2 separate regions of the Rattus norvegicus genome follow, and region 1 is linked to region 2. The links are chromatin contacts, called in public Hi-C maps. All regions are on one chromosome and are shown on one strand. Each heading gives the region's core, a stretch centred on a gene start, on an enhancer-like site or on the middle of the called end of the contact. The rest is flanking DNA. Distances are from core to core; before and after follow the strand shown. Region 1 holds the start of Fbxo7 (F-box protein 7). Region 2 overlaps Syn3 (synapsin III).

Region 1 (3,923 bases), core at 145-2,644, 45 kb after region 2:
ACTGCCCAGCTTAACTGAGAAGTAATACAATTTGTAAATACCTTAAAAATTGCATTCTCAAAGCCTGAGGAGTGGCAATTGTTATCAACATAGAAAACAGTTTTACACCAAATGAGTAACATGTAGGTAGGTCACCATTATATGGAAATATATATAATATACGATATGGGAATACATTGTTTAATTCTTTTAATGTGAAAAAGGGCTTTTTAAAATATTTTGCCTAACATTATTTTATTAGACAGGGTCTCACTGTGTAACACTGGCTGGTCCGGAATGAACTCAAAGATACACCTAGCTCTTCCTCCAGAGCGCTAGAATAAAGGTATACCTCAGGCTTACTTAATGGGGAGGGGTGGGGGGGTGACCAATCTAATCAGTTTCATTTTGCTTAATTCCCTACAAATAAAGTGAAAAGGGGAAGACTTATTTAAAATGCCAATTAACGGGAAGAGTTTTTCTTTTAACATTTTTCCCTTTAAAAGCACCAGAGCCCATCTTCTAATTTTATTTTCTTCACTAGTTCAAATTTCTAGCTCAGCACTTGAAATGGGTCATCCATATAGTTGTCTCTCTACGTCCTGAAAATATCTTCTACAGAAACATAGAAGCTTCATCTGCAACCCCATAAATTAGTAATAGAACCTAATCCTTTCTCAACTTGCCACAAAACTGCAAGCTCTATAGGGTCAAGCCTCTATTTTAGAGAAAAAGCAACAAACATTCTCACCCAGAAAATGCCCAGTGACCCGAAGAATGCGTACTTCCAAACCTTGCAGTGAGAAAGTTACAGTTAAGTGCAGTCTGGCACATGCACGCTCACCTGTTACTGTAGCCCTGGGCGGTGGCACAAATTACAGCGACGTAGGATGTCAAGAAGTTTGTCACTTCAGCTACGATGCTTTCCCCGACTTAACCACTGAAGTATCCTAACCGCTAAGGTAAATTCCACCCACAGTGGGTTTACACTGGGAGGTTTAACGCAAGCCAAGCTTCCCGAATTTCCCTCCCGCCCTCGGGGCGGCCGTGACAGCAACCCGGAAGTGACTACTCACCATGGTGGACAGCGGCACCAGGGGGAGGCTGGGCCATGGTCTCCCAAAGCCAGACCCCGGCCAGCACTCAGCTGCCGAGCGTCACAGTCACAGGCGTCTAGACCAGCTACGCCCCGGAGGCCCGGACCTCATGTGACCGCCCGACGCGCGCCATTCCCGAGCCCCGCGACCGCGACGCCGCTCACCTGAACCCCAACGTGGGCAGCAGGTCCTGGATGAGGTGCGCGCGCAGCTGCCCGAGCGTCGGCTCCGACTCCGGCACCTCGAGCGGCTGGGTCCGCTTTTGAAGCCGCACGCGCAGCTTCATGGTGAGCGGACCGCAAGCCTCGGTCGGCCCGGGGAGAAACCGAAAGCAAGTAGCTCCGGGCCTGCGCGCCTGAGGAATCCCAGCTCGCCGCTCTCTCCACCACGCCCCCTAGAGCCTTCTGCTCGAGCCGAGTGCCGAGCGCCTGCGCTTCTCTATCGGTGGCTCTGGGCGCGACAGCGCCACCTGGGGGGCGAGGCGCGCACGGCGCAGGCGCTGAGTTCGCTGCCTTGCGCCGAGTGCCCACGCTACACCCTGTGCGCTTCCGCCCGGGTGAGCGAGTTCGTTCTTTCGGTCCCAGCTTGCAGGATCTTTAGCGCTGGAACGAGCGCTGCCCACAGTGTGCAGACGTGACAGACGCCCTAACCTGATGGCCCTGGTTTTGCCTGTTCTATTCCGGTCATTAGTGCTCAGACCTGCCTATAATTTACATAGGTCCCCTGTGGTGATAAGGATGTGGAGCCAGGGATCCCTTAAGGGCTGTTGTCGGCCTGGGAGATCCTAGAGGCCTACAGGTGAGATAAGAATAGGACAATGGCCGTGAGGTATTAACAGCTGCCTTTGCTTCTTTAAAACTCACTATCGCTATGGGAAACAGATGAAATGATCTTTTAATTACTACATAGGGAAGATAAGAAGCAATTGAGGAAAGTAAAACAGTTTTCCTGCCCAGCTGTGGATTTCGTGAATAGTTGTAATATACACCTTTCTGATGTCCAATTTAAACCCCCCTCTTAATCCTTAGCCCCCCCCCTTCTCCCTATGGAATGTTGTTTTGGCTCTAAAGATGCCTGCCGTCTGCTAGCAGTAAGAATAAACTCACTTAATATAAATTTGAATTGAGCCTGAGTCTTTGGTCTCTCTCCATGGATTTGAAGGCCACAACAGTATAGCTCTCCACTTTCCAGGTTAAATCTTGATAAACCAGCCTGCCTTCATCTCAGGCTCAAACGACATCTTATAGTAAAAGCAAACTAGGTCCATTCCTGTTTATGATTACATTTCTCCTTCTCAAGGATTGGTCTATGTCCCACCTGTAAACATAACTACGAATGGCTCTGTACTGCCCCATGCCTTTATTACAAAAGGTTATTATGACAACCTGTTGCTATGACAAACCCGCTGTGAACCCCTTGCAAACCATGTCTTCATTTCAAGAGGTTTTCATGACCAACTTGGCGTGCGTGCGTTCTGCTTCAGTAATCAGTGCCTATTCGCCTGCCAAATCCTCATCTGGAAACCCCCCTTGCTCCTGAACTATTAAAACCTTACCTTACCTATGTCCAGCCCATGTTCACAAACCAAAACATAAGCTTGCATTAATTAATATGGCCATGATGATCTGGGTTTGATGGTCTTTCTCCTCAGACATGAAGGACTGATCTTTTTTCCTGTGGGATTACCAATCCCTACTGCATTTTTTCCTTGGCGCTGCTCTTAGAAACTTGAAGCCACCCCCTCTATCTCCTTCGTGTTACAGCTTTCAGTTGTCGCACGGTGCATTAGTAACCTCTTGCCGCATATCTGATGTCCTTCAAAGCTTACTAGCCTGCATCGATAAACATGTGTTGCCCCATAGATTCTGTAGATTGGGAGCCTGGGTGTAGGGTGGTTAGGTAGTTAGTTCTGTCTCAGGGTCTCCCGCCAGAATTTACTACACATATCACCCTACCGGCCACAGATTTTTTTTTCCCCAGAGATCTGCTTGAATGTCCACATAACAGGACGATAGTTGGATTCCCTGAGAGTAAGCAACCCAAGCATAACCAAAGCAAACTGAAGTCTTTTATGACGTAGCCTCAGAAGTTACATATTTACTTCTTTTAATTTCTCGCTACAAGCCAACGTTTCGGTATAAGAATATCAAACCAAAAGCATGAGTGCTGATAAATCAGATCACCATTGGTTTGAGACAGGTCATAATAGAAAACCAATTTTTATGAACGAGGCAAAGAGTTTGAGATACATCCTAGAATGCATGAGAAGCCACCGGACGGTTGTGAGGGAGTCTCCAACATCGGGGTCTTTAGTTCTAAACACTAGAAATTGACTCTGGGCAACTCCCCATCGGGTTCTGGGGTGGGGGTGGGGGGATTGGAGAAAACTGGAGGAAATTGCTGTTACCACTGCTAGAGAAGACTGGAAAGAGGCTGACCCCGTCTCTGCTACCATCGGATACCTAGTGGGTTTTGCCATGCCCTGCACCAACAAAATGGCAACCTTGCAAAAGATTCTGTTTTCTCCCCTTACCTCCCAATCAAGGGTTTTTAGGAGTGCAATCTGACCAAGGAAGTTTGGGCCCTGTCTTCTCTAGAGTCACATAACCTATGGGGAGTCTCTATATAGTAAGAGAATTGGTTGATGACTTACAGTCTGTATTCCAATTCTCCAACAGTGGTCAGCAGCAGCTGTGAATGGAAGCCCAAGGATCTAGCAGTGGCTCAGTCCCACAAGGCAGGCAGGCAAAAAAGAGAGCATCTTCCTTTTCCCAATATCCTTATGTAGGTCTCCAGCAGAAGGTATATCCCAAATTAAAGGTGTGTACCACCATGTCTGCATCTGGG
Region 2 (3,795 bases), core at 692-3,191:
TACTGTCTCCCAGCGCTTGTGACACATTTGGTGAGGATGCTCAGGGGAAACACCCTGGACCTCGTCCTCTCTGACCTGGCCCAGGGGATGACCTTGCTCACTGGGAAAAAATGTTTCCCTGGGGAGAGTGAATATCCACTTCCTTTGTCTGTGTCCACCGTGGAGATTCCAGTACTTGACCTCAGGCTCCTTGTAGCGGCCATTTTCCACCACAGAGAATGCGGGGAACAATCCAGGGCAGAAGGCAATGGGTAAGATTGGAGGAGAGACTGGCAGGGTGCTGGGAGCCCAGGAGCACTGGGGACAGACTCTTGTAACTGCCGCTGGAGACTGCCTGGGACCCCAGAGAGCTCCATTTGGGGACAGTGTACAGCCTTTCTGGGACCCATACCCACACTCCAGTTTAATTTTCAGGCACTCCAGGTGCGTGACTCACGGTCCCCTGAAAGTCACAGCCAAGTGGGCCTTAGCAGCTGCCTGAACCCTTAGTTTGGTCGACCAAAAATAGACCCAGAAAAGACAAGAGACTTCCCCTAAGCAAGTCCATAGCAGAACATAGGCCTGGAACCCTGGCCGCCTCATCTGCCTGGTGCTTGGTTAGGAGGCCCCTGCAGCTATAGAACTCTCCATCCGTTTCCTCAGCCCTGACGAGGAAACCATGTAATCGTAGAACCTGCCTTGAAGGCTCATTCTAAGATAGGTCCCCGTGTAGCCCAGGCTACCCTCAAATTCAATATGTAGGAAGACCTTGAACTTTTGTTGCCCTTGCCTCTGCCTCCTGAATGCTGGAATCATAGGTGCTGGGGGTGGAAGCCAAGGCCCCAGGTATGCGAGGTGAGCACTGTCGTCACATTCCCAGCCCTGCAAAGTGACAGCACTGGCATCATCGATACCTGGGTCTTAGAATAGTGTCCCGTATCGCACCAGCGCTCAGTGACCCTGTACTGTCAAGGCCTTCCCATGGTAAACAGAGTTTACTGCAAGGACCTCCCCCCACCCATAGTTCCCCCAGGACACTGGCCACTCTGACTTTATGATAATTCTGGGACTAAGCTCTCCAGTGGGTCAGTTGAGTGAGCTCAGCAAAGACATGGTCACAGAGGGGCTCCTAGGAACGGGTGTGGTCCTGAAGGGTTTCTGGAGGAAGGGTGGACTAGATGTTTCGTGTTGAGTGAGGAGTTAGCCAGGTGAGGAGTGGGCAGAGAGAGCTAGGTACAGGGTCTGGAAGTAAGAATATCCGATTACCCCAGAGCTGGGCGAAGGGCCAGGGTTTGGCAGGGTGAATCAGGTGACAGACAGGGGAAGGCTGAATTCCAACGGTAGAGGAAAGAGGTGACAAACACAGCTCTGTCCCAAGTCCACCAAGACTTTATGTCCCCTTAAGACCATCAGCTGCCTGTACCTCGTGATCACCTGGCACACTGACTCACACCTCTGCGCCTCAGTTTCCCCATCTACTACAAAAGTAGACTGGGCCAACGTGACTTCCCAAAATGCAGCCCCTTCTTCCTTAAGGACAGCCTGGTTCCCAAGGAGAGTTTCATTTTAGGTCTGTGTCCAGCTGGGAGCCCCCAGAACAATGTTTTTCCTCTTTTGTCTTCTCTGTTAACCCTGGGTCACTTCCAGCCTGTGTCAAATTGTTAGTTGTTGTTCTAATTGAGCCCCCACCAGTTCCCAGCTCTGAGGACATCTTTAACCTTGGGCCAGAAGAGAGAGGGCCAGCCCCAGCTCTGGGAGGACAGTGGAGTGGGAAACGAGAGGGTGGGAAATGAGGGGGCAGAGACTGACGCCCCAGAGTACAGAGAAGGTCAACACGTGCTCCCCAGCCCTGGTCACGTTGCTGGACTCCAGGGTGTGGAGGCTGAGTGGAACTGAATCCAGGGAGCCCTTCACAAGGAACTAGAGAGAACTGCGTGTCTGCTGGGAGCCCAGACAGCAGGAAGTGCCCAGCTGGGTGCGTTGCATGGAGAACATTGCCATCTAGTGGTCATTCTGCCTTGAGCGCAGTGTCAACACTCCAGAAATAAAAAGCCAACTTCAGGGTTCTTCAACCTCCTCTCCTCCCCCACACCAGGTCATGGACAGTTCAATGCCACTGATTGGAGAACATGTGGAGGAGGACAAGCAGTTAATGGCTGACCTTGTTGTTTCCAAGATGAGCCAACTCCTGGTGCCAGGGGCCTCGGTGCCCTCCCCCCTGAGACCTTGGGTAAGGTTTTCTTGAGATAACCCCAGGCAGGCATCCTATAGGAGAAGGGGGTGGGGACAGAGGCTGGCAAGGGCCTTGCAGGGACCCTTTCTTGCTCATCTCTCCTAGAAAGAAAACTCCTGTCCCATCATCTTTGGATTGATTGATGGCAATGTTCATCTCTCTGTCTCCATGTTGGATCTGAATGGAGATGTGTGAAAGAATCCAGGCACACAGATGCCCTATGTTCCCAGTGCACAGGACAATAGAAACTATTGTGTCTCAGGCTTCCCATCCCCCGACCCAGCAATCGTCAGCCTTCTGGGAAAGCAAGTTTCAAATCTTTCCCCCAACACCAACCCCTACTTATCCCACAGAAACCCATCTCTTCATACACACAGGAATAGTAGTTGAACTCAAGGGGCTTCTAGGAGCCAGGAGGCATTTGCAGCATCTTCCGTGGCTATCCTAAAAACCTATCAGGAGGTACACTGAAGAATCATGCATTGTGTACTTTACATCAGTGATTTTTAAAATAAAGATGTATCTAAGGCTTTGCCTCCTACCAGAATTACTGTAGCCAGGGGCTTCCTTCCTCTTCTCTTACTCTAGGGTCCACAGACTAAATCTGCAAAATCTCCAGGGCAAGGCCAGCTAGGACCTCTGCTCGGACAGCCCCAGCCAAGGCCACCTCCACAAGGTAAGATGGGGCAGCCACTGAGAAACACTGTATCAATGAAACTGAAATGCAGTGCAGAGGACTGTGAGGTGTCTCAGTGATAAGAACACATTCTGTGCGAGCATGACAACATGAGTTCAAATCCCCATCACACAAGTAACAAGCTGGACATAGCCAAACATGTCTGTATTTACAACACTGGGGGAAGGGAGGGACAGGCAGTTCCTGGGAACTGGCTGACCAGTTAGTTTAGCTCAATAAGAGATGCTGTCCAAAGCAGTGGTTCTCAACCCCTCTGGGGTTGCATGTCAGATATCCTGCATATCAGACACATACATTATGAATCATAATAGTAGCAAAATTACGGCTATAAAGTAGCAACAAAAAGAATTTTGTGGTTGGGTGGTCACCGAACCCTGAGGAACTAGATTAAGGGGTGGCAGCATCAGGAAGGTCGAGAGCCACTGGTCTAGAGGGAGTAAGGTAGGAAGCAAGAGAGGAAGACACTCAGTGTCCTCTGACCTCCACGTGTACACACATACACAGAGCAGCTAACTAATTAAATCAATAACAGTGGGTTGCTGGAGACAGTCTAGCCCAGTGGCTCTCAACCTTCCAGATGCAGCAACCCTTTAATACAGTTCCTCCTGTTGTGTTAACTCTCAACCATGAAATTATGATCTGAGTTTTCTGATGGTCTTGAGCGATCCCTGTGAAAAGGTTGCTCCCCCCCCCCCGCAAGGGGCTATGATCCATGAGAACTGCTGGTATAGACAATCCATTCCTAATGCTTTATCCTTACTATTTATATATACTCCCTCCGTCTGCATGATGAGGACCCCAGGAGGGATGCTGTCCTCCTGAGGTCAGGGAAAGGAGTTGGGAAAAGAGAACAGAAGGATTGCTAAGCATTTAACATGTCAGCCCC

What was found. A called contact is a pair of places that touch in the nucleus more often than the background predicts.
Region 1: a Hi-C map of Schwann cells shows a contact between it and region 2, with 5 times the contacts expected there. The contact joins the promoter of Fbxo7 here to the enhancer-like site in region 2. A contact is called at or near these places in 2 of 12 Hi-C or Micro-C datasets (Schwann cells and kidney).

What each region holds. Positions count from the first base shown.
Region 1 is chr7:19,723,786-19,727,708 of GRCr8, forward strand. Fbxo7 (F-box protein 7) reads right to left here and starts at 1,395. Exons shown (of 9, transcript NM_001012222.1): 1 at 1,241-1,395. The coding sequence starts at 1,362.
Region 2 is chr7:19,678,265-19,682,059 of GRCr8, forward strand. Syn3 (synapsin III) reads left to right here. Exons shown (of 14, transcript NM_017109.2): 11 at 2,075-2,209; 12 at 2,801-2,888. Among named protein-coding and RNA genes, the nearest start is that of Fbxo7, 45 kb to the right of the region's middle. Within about 2 kb of position 1,942, at least 49 of the 93 cell types and tissues checked have an H3K27ac peak or open chromatin away from gene starts, as enhancers often do. A contact at or near this core is called in Schwann cells, where this site is marked.